Regions from separate parts of the Macaca mulatta genome. Here region 1 is linked to region 2. A link is a contact called in public Hi-C data. All regions are on one chromosome and are shown on one strand. Each heading gives the region's core, a stretch centred on a gene start, on an enhancer-like site or on the middle of the called end of the contact. The rest is flanking DNA. Distances are from core to core; before and after follow the strand shown.

What was found. Hi-C and Micro-C count contacts between places; a contact is called where the count stands out from the background.
Region 1: a Hi-C map of fetal cortex germinal zone shows a contact between it and region 2, with 3 times the contacts expected there. The contact joins the promoter of SLC9A2 here to the promoter of SLC9A4 in region 2. A contact is called at or near these places in 3 of 14 Hi-C or Micro-C datasets (fetal cortex germinal zone, fetal cortical plate and liver).

The regions. Positions count from the first base shown.
Region 1 is chr13:10,726,672-10,730,559 of T2T-MMU8v2.0, forward strand. SLC9A2 (solute carrier family 9 member A2) reads left to right here and starts at 2,090. Exons shown (of 12, transcript XM_001108368.5): 1 at 2,090-3,888. The coding sequence starts at 3,726.
Region 2 is chr13:10,593,829-10,597,439 of T2T-MMU8v2.0, forward strand. SLC9A4 (solute carrier family 9 member A4) reads left to right here and starts at 2,119. Exons shown (of 12, transcript XM_077958950.1): 1 at 2,119-2,980. The coding sequence starts at 2,725.

The DNA of each region.
Region 1 (3,888 bases), core at 840-3,339, 130 kb after region 2:
TTCAATATTAAAAGTACCATTGTTAGCTGGGTGTGGTGGTGTGCCTGTAGTCCCAACTACTTAGGAGGCTGAGAAGGGAGGATCACTTGAGTCCAGGAGTTATTAGGAGTTTGAGGCCAGCCTGGGCAACACAGTGAGACTCCATCTCTACAAAACTAAACAACAAAAAAGTACCACTATTATTTATAAGCTTGAATTTGCAGAAAGTACCTTTTCATAAAGCAAAACATTTCTCTGCTGAAACAAATATATGTGGCCAAAAAGAAAGAGAGAAAAACATTAATTCTGTGGGCATCAGTAAAATGTTCACACCGCTGCATGACTGCTCTCTGGGAAGAAGTCCTTAGATTTTTGCTGAGAAGTAAGTCTCTTAAAAAAAGACAGTAGTTTAAACATTGAGAACTTTCAAATATAATAATAAAATAACCAAATCAACAATATTATGAGTGTCAACTTTTTATAGGCAAAGATTCTCAATTGATCTATTACCCAACTAATGGCTAGAGGTTGCACAATGTAGAATTTAAAGAAAGGGGAATATAAAATATGAATATTATAAAAATGTGCAAAGAATAGCGTGACATATTAGTATCTATTATTAGTAACTATTGCGATTGTTACACTGGTATCTGAGGATGGAGCCGTTCCCTGGTCTCTGTCTCTTGATTGAACATACATTGCTTCCGCATACTAGCTTCTAAGGGAGGTGCTAACCTCTGGCGCCGCACTGTGGTCCAGAAGAGCTACTGCCACTAATGAGCTGTTTCCTTCCTCTCTGTCAGCCTCCACTCTACATCTGAAAAAGACGGATAGCACATTAAGCCTTTTGGAGCTGTGAAGAATATGTTTGCTGGCATGCAGAGACCTCTGCCTGCTCCTTCATACAGAAGTTCCTGAGGTCTCAACATTCAACAACTCTTCAGTAAGCTCTAAGCTCTGTACGGCAAGAGACACAAAGTTAAACCTCAGTTCTTCCTGAAGTTTCCAGTGCAGGAGCAGGAGATTTAAGATCAGTCCTGGGTTAGGTCAGGATCCTAATCTCCTCTGCATAGCTCGTGTTTTTATATTTTAAGGTGCGTGTCCTCTTAAGCTAACTCTGTTTTATTTTACTAATTTCTTTCCCTTGGACCAGAAAGTATTCCAAAATTCTTTGTGATTCCTAGTGATGCCAGATCTAGTGTCTTGCTTGATGGCTGTATAATTCAGGAGTTATTCCTACTAAAGTACTCCATTAAATACAGTAATATTCTAACAGACCACTCTAGAGCAAAGTACAGACAAAAAAAAAGTACGTGTTTGCCTTAGAAGATTCATACATTCCTAGTAAATATTTCCATGCTATGTGAAAGTCAATCTCAAATCAGGTAACTATAATTTCTAAAAATATTTAGAAATTTTGTAATGTGATTAAATTCATATATCATTTGGATAGACGGGGGAAAAAAGACATGAGAGATCCCACAATGTGAACCAGGGATCACTGGAGGAAAACATTTCATGTGAAACTAGGAGAATTCATGTCCATCCTGCAACTGACCTAACTGTGAGAAAGGCCTGCAGTTCAGATCCCTAATGTGTGGGAGCTGTTCATTTCATCGTCATTTCATACATTTATTCGTCCAACACATATTTAGCAGGTACTCACTGTCTCCAGGCACTATGCTAGGAGCTAAAGATAAAAGAATGAGTCAAACAGACCAATACCTTCACAGAGATTTTCAGTAGGAGAAAAGCAAAATGATTAAGTGCTGAAAAGTTATGGGAAATCAAAGGGCATAAAAGAGGACCCCCAATTAGTCCAGAAATTCAGCTACCAGGTAAGATGTCTAAAGGTCACGAAGAAACCACTAAAGGGTTTTAAATGTGTACCCACATTTCGCTTCTTGCTTCAGTCATTCTATGGGTTGGTGTTACCACTTTCACGGCTGAGCTCCTAGTCAGAGGGCATTTTGAAGAAAGAGCCAGGCCAAGTCGCTCTCGGCATAGGGACATAATTTAACTCTTTTAAGATTTGCTTTAAGGGAAAGATGAAAAGCGTCTTTTTAAAACTAATTTATTTACTTACAAGAATAAATAAAAGGACTTTTTTTTTTTTTTCCAAATGTAAAAAAGAAAAGTGGATAGCCTTTGACTTCAGTAGCATAGATGTGTAAAGTTAAATTGATACCACATAGGGTCTATGGGCAGTGAGGGCCCAGAAACAGATCTGTCATTCATTTACTGGTTCATGATGCACAATCATTCTTAAAAGTGTTGTGTGACAAACTCCTAGAAATTATTGTCTAAATGTGCCCTCTCCCTATTACTATGTCACTAAGTGTGTAGACCTGCCTGATTCACTTACTAAAACTGTATCCTGCGATAACTTTTTGGAACAATCCCTGAAATATTCTCCACTGCTTATTTTGCAGTAGCTGAGAATATAGCCTGCTGTTTATGGGCAACTAGTCATGGGGTAAAGGGTGAGATGAAACCAGTGTTAGCCTGGGTAGGCCTGGGCGTGAATTCCTTCTAGATACTTACTTAATGTGTGAACTTGATTAAGTCTATTTGTTTATTTTAAAAAATTTTTACACTATATTTCTTCACTTATAAAATGGGTAAAAAATATCTGCCTCTTTGGATTTTTATGATTAACAGAAAAATGCAAGTAAAGTGCCTTGTATTGAGCTTCCCATGTAGAGATAGGTACTCAAAAATTTTAAAAAGCTCTTATTTGCTGCCTTTTCACGGGGGTATGTTAGGCACATACCTTTAATAAAAGTTTCCAGTGAAAGGAGAAGGGGAGGCTGAGTTTGGGATGCGCAGTGATTCTTTTTAAGATAATATCTTTAGTTTCAATTCTGTAGCACTTTTGAAAAACTGGTGCTTTGTGAAACAGCAAATGAAGTAGTGCTCTGTAACATCTCTCAGAATTCTTCTCTCTTTTTAGCCTGGACCCATTACTTTGAAGGTCCAAAGAGGACTGTTCCTTATTTTCTTCTATGCAGGTGGAGGATTTTTTTTCTTGTACCCTCTGCTGACATCTCATTGATTTTCTATGTTAAAACTTAGAAGAAAAAAAAAACTGCTTTGAAGGTCGAACTGCCTGGTGTTTGTTTAATAGTAGAAGCCACGCGTTTTGACACATCAAAGATTAAGAAAAGAGGAGGATTTTTATTTCATAACTATCAAAGGGAAAACTTTGAGTTAATTGAATGGCAACTAGTCCCCTTTGTGCTCATTTCAGTTTCTGGCGATAAAGATGCTCGAACAGTGAGATCGCAACCAGTGAAGAAGGCTGCGCTCTGAAGGACAGGAAAGGTTGGCTCTGCATGAGAAAGCCCTTTCAGATCCAGAAGGAGAATCGCGCTTCCTTTCTTTTCCTAACCACAGCCTGTCCTGTAATTAGGGGAGCAAGTCAATCTCAGCGAGGCAAATCACTGGTTTTCCATGAAATATTTATATTTCTTATGCTCTTGGACATGTACACCTCTAAGCCTAAAAGCGGAGAAAGATGTTTTGGTTTTACGTGAGCTGGGGGAGGGAGAAGAAAAGTGGCAGCGACAGTGTAGCAAATGGGTGAAAGCAGCACAGTGTGGCAGAGGAGAGAACAGGATTCCGACTCCGTGGGGGCGTGGGAACACTGAGTTCCGCACAGGGAGCTCCCCTGCGCAGAGCACCTTGTGCGCGAGTTGATAAACTCTCGCAAAGGAAACAAAATTTGGCTTTCCTAAACTTTCTGTATGTTCAGAGAACCCCATGCCTTGTCTTGGCCTCCGCAGCGCCCGACTGGGGTGACAGCACCCCTCCTCCACCGGCCCGGGCTTCTCCTCCGGACCGCGAGCCTGTGGCGGCTCCCCGCGCGCCCAGCGCACCGGGTGTCCCCTTGCAGGAGCCTGCGGGGGC
Region 2 (3,611 bases), core at 869-3,368:
CAACATATTGCTGGGATTGGAGTAGGGCAGAGTTTGGTTACATATGCTGACAACCTGACTTTTCTGGGTAGAAACTGTAGTCCTAAACTGGGATCTGGGATTAGAGGCAGCCCCATTCTCTTGGCTATATTCATGCAGAATAGAGTTTTTCTCACACTGAGTTGAGGGGTGGGTAGAGAAAACAGGCCATGACTTCAGATCTTTCCAACATTCAGAAGATTTGTTTCAATTTCCGTCTGTTCTTAGGACAATTTCCAGAGACTAGATGGTTGTTTTTGATTTTTAATGATCTCACCAGTTATAGTTGTTTCACTAGGAAGAGAGTCTATGGTGCTTCTCATGCTGTCATTCTGGAAGAGCTTCTCCCTTCTTCCCCCTTTCCCCTCACTTTTGCTGCCCTTGGTTTGCACCTCTCATGGAAGCTTTGTCTCACATACACTTTCTGGGAAACTTATATTAAGAAAGCATTTTAGAATGTTCAGACATCTGTATGAAATTACTGCATGAGTGGAAGTGATGCCAATGGTTGATGAAGCGGGCTGCTACATCTTAACCTGGACTACAAGTTAGTAGACTGTTGCAGAGCTCAAGTTGTTCTCCTACTATCCTCCCAAGATTGACATTCTTACTCTGAGAGGGACTGGACTATCAGCCATCAGGTGATCATAAGGCTAAACGGGTTGCCATATAGTCACAAAATTTGGAATTTTAGAGCAGGAAATGGTTACCAGGTATGGACAGCATCTTTATTTTATAGATGAGAAAACTAAGGCTCAAACAGGTAATTTTCCAAAGCCAATAAGATAATTAATATCTGAGTAAATAAGGCTTTTGATTCTTAGTTTTGGTCTTTCCACAAGGCACTATGTGAGACTTGCTCCCTCATTTCTTTTTAGAAAAAAAAATTTGCAATAAAATGCAAATAAAAATAAAACACCTATTATAAAGCAGCTTTCTATTAAAGGATATTCATATATTCTTTGAGAAAAAATAATTGACTCAATATGGGTACCCTTCTTGTAGTCCACCTGATAGTCTCATTTCAGTGACTGAATCTAATCTATTTTGGAGTCAAACTGAAGGAAAAAGAAAAAATATTCATATGCCAATTTTTAATTCTATTGCCTCACTATGAATTTGCATCTAGGTGTTAGCCCTTCTCAACCATTCCTTTCTCAATTTCCCAGTGATGTTTGCTGAGTGTGTGTGTGTGTGCGTGTGTGTGTATGTGTGTTGGGTAGGGGGAAATCCCCTGCACTCACTAATATGAACTAAGAAAAAAACAAAACACATATAAAAGAGATGTTGAGGTAGTATATGGATGATGTATTATTCTCATTTTTCACTGAGTATCAGTAATCGTTGCAAAAGTGTTGTGTGTTATCCTAAAAGAATAAGAAATGTAATTTAAAATAAAAACTAACATTTAAGTGCCAATGATATGCCAAATTCTTTACTTGCTTTATCTTATTTAATGTTCCTAGCTACTCAATGAGACAGATATTTTCCTCCCCATTTCAGATAAAGAATTTCTGAAAGGTAATTAACTTCCCCAAGGTCACATGGCCACAAGTAGAAGCGTGAGAAGTAGGCTCATAAAAATTATCTCAAAATTCTTTCATCAACACTCTATGATTCTGCTTCTTTTCAACAACAACAAATGTTTTTTAAATGGAAAATCTGGATGTGCCATGGAGTTTTACAAATCCAGGTATTTAGGTGTATTTATGAAACTTGTTCTTTGGTTTCCTGTTTTTAAAAAAATTATAGTGTAAAGTTCATAGAGATCTGGAACTTCATTCCTTCTCTGAATGACTGCTCATGGAGTCTGGTAACATGCAAAAGTTTCAATGTTTGCTACCATCCTTGTTGTTACCACCTCCTTCTTATCCTCCTTCTTCCTCATGTATAGAGACAATATAAGACAGCTTGCCAGACAGTTCTGGTTTGTGCCTATAGCTTTGCATAATTATCATTATTATTATTCATTCCCCAAAGTGTCCTGGTTTAGATACTTTCATGGTCACCTTAATGATCATCACTGAACGTGTGAAGGGTGTTGTATTTCAGGTGCCCAGTAGGTGTCAGCAGTGTGACCTCCCGAGAACACTCAGAGAAAGGATTTCATTACAGAAGTCAAATCAGAGCAAATAATTAAGTGTAGTTCAAGAGCTACCTGCAGCCTTGGCCATTCAAAACAAATGAGAGGACAGGGGGAGGAGAGAAGGAACAGGTGCAGATCAGATAGCTCCTTCCTGGGATCTGATAGAGAGGGAAGGTTTCCTTTCCTCGTTAGAAGGACTCCAATGATCTATGGAATGACCGCTACAGTATCCTTTTAAATTTTCACCCACAAGACAAAGCCAGTATGCAGTGAAATGAGGAAATGCCTTTAAGTGAAGAGATTTTTATTCCTTTCATAAATTGCTCAAGCCATGATTGGATGGAGGTCCTCCAGGTAACTCCATGGACTTTAACAAGTCTATTGAATAACTGCGTCTGAGTTGGAAGCTGAGTTGCCTGAACACAAACGATTTAAAGAAGATTAGAAAGCGTCTACATGCAGAGCTCAATAACACACTCGGAATCTTCTTGGGAGGACCCACGGACTGTACCTATATTACTTTTGACCCAGGTGGATGCAGTCACTCTCTAGAAGCCTCCCCGACTTCAGATGTGTGGCACACATCCACCCAGGGGGGTAGGTAGGAGAAGCCCACAAGAATGGCTCTGCAGATGTTCGTGACTCTCAGTCCTTGGAATTGTTTGCTACTGCTAGTGGCTCTTGAGTGTTCTGAAGCATCTTCTGATTTAAATGAATCTGCAAATTCCACTGCTCAGTATGCACCTAACGCTTGGTTTGCTGCTGCCAGCTCAGAGCCAGATGAGAGGATATCTGTTTTTGAACTGGATTTTGACTACGTGCAAATTCCTTATGAGGTCACTCTCTGGATACTTCTAGCATCCCTTGCAAAAATAGGTAAGTCCTTCAACACCTGGTTTGGTGAGTTATTTTTTTGCATAAGATAGTGAATGTGAAAATGCCTTATAGATAATGGGCTAAGAGGATTTTAACCGTTACTGCTATTACATTAAAAATTCTCTTCCTTTCAGTCAAGGGAAAGTCATAACTGCATTTTACTAAGCTGTTTAATACTTTGAGATTGTGCTTTGATATTTGAGAGCATACTTCTGTGTACTGGGCTGTGTTGGTTTCTTCTCATTTCAGGGTGACAACCATGTGACATTGTTGACATGCAAAACTTTCAAATTCTATGCTTTAAAAATATAGAGAATAAAGCACGTAGACCTGGGCATGATGCAAGGTGGAAATTTCAAATTTCAGGAACCACATAATGTTTCTTCTGTAAAATGTTCTTGGCTGTGTAATTGTGGGCTTCATCAATGACCCCATTGTTTATTCTTTAAAAGTAGCATGTGCTTCTTGCAAATTGACAGAAAGCAAAAAAAAAAAAAAAAAAAAAAAAAAAAAAAACCATAGGCAACTAGTATCACTCAGTGATGGGTTGCTGGGGCATATAATACTATATCTGTCAGTAAAATATTAGTTTACACCTAAGCCAAGTGGGGCCAGTGAGGCACCTCTAGTT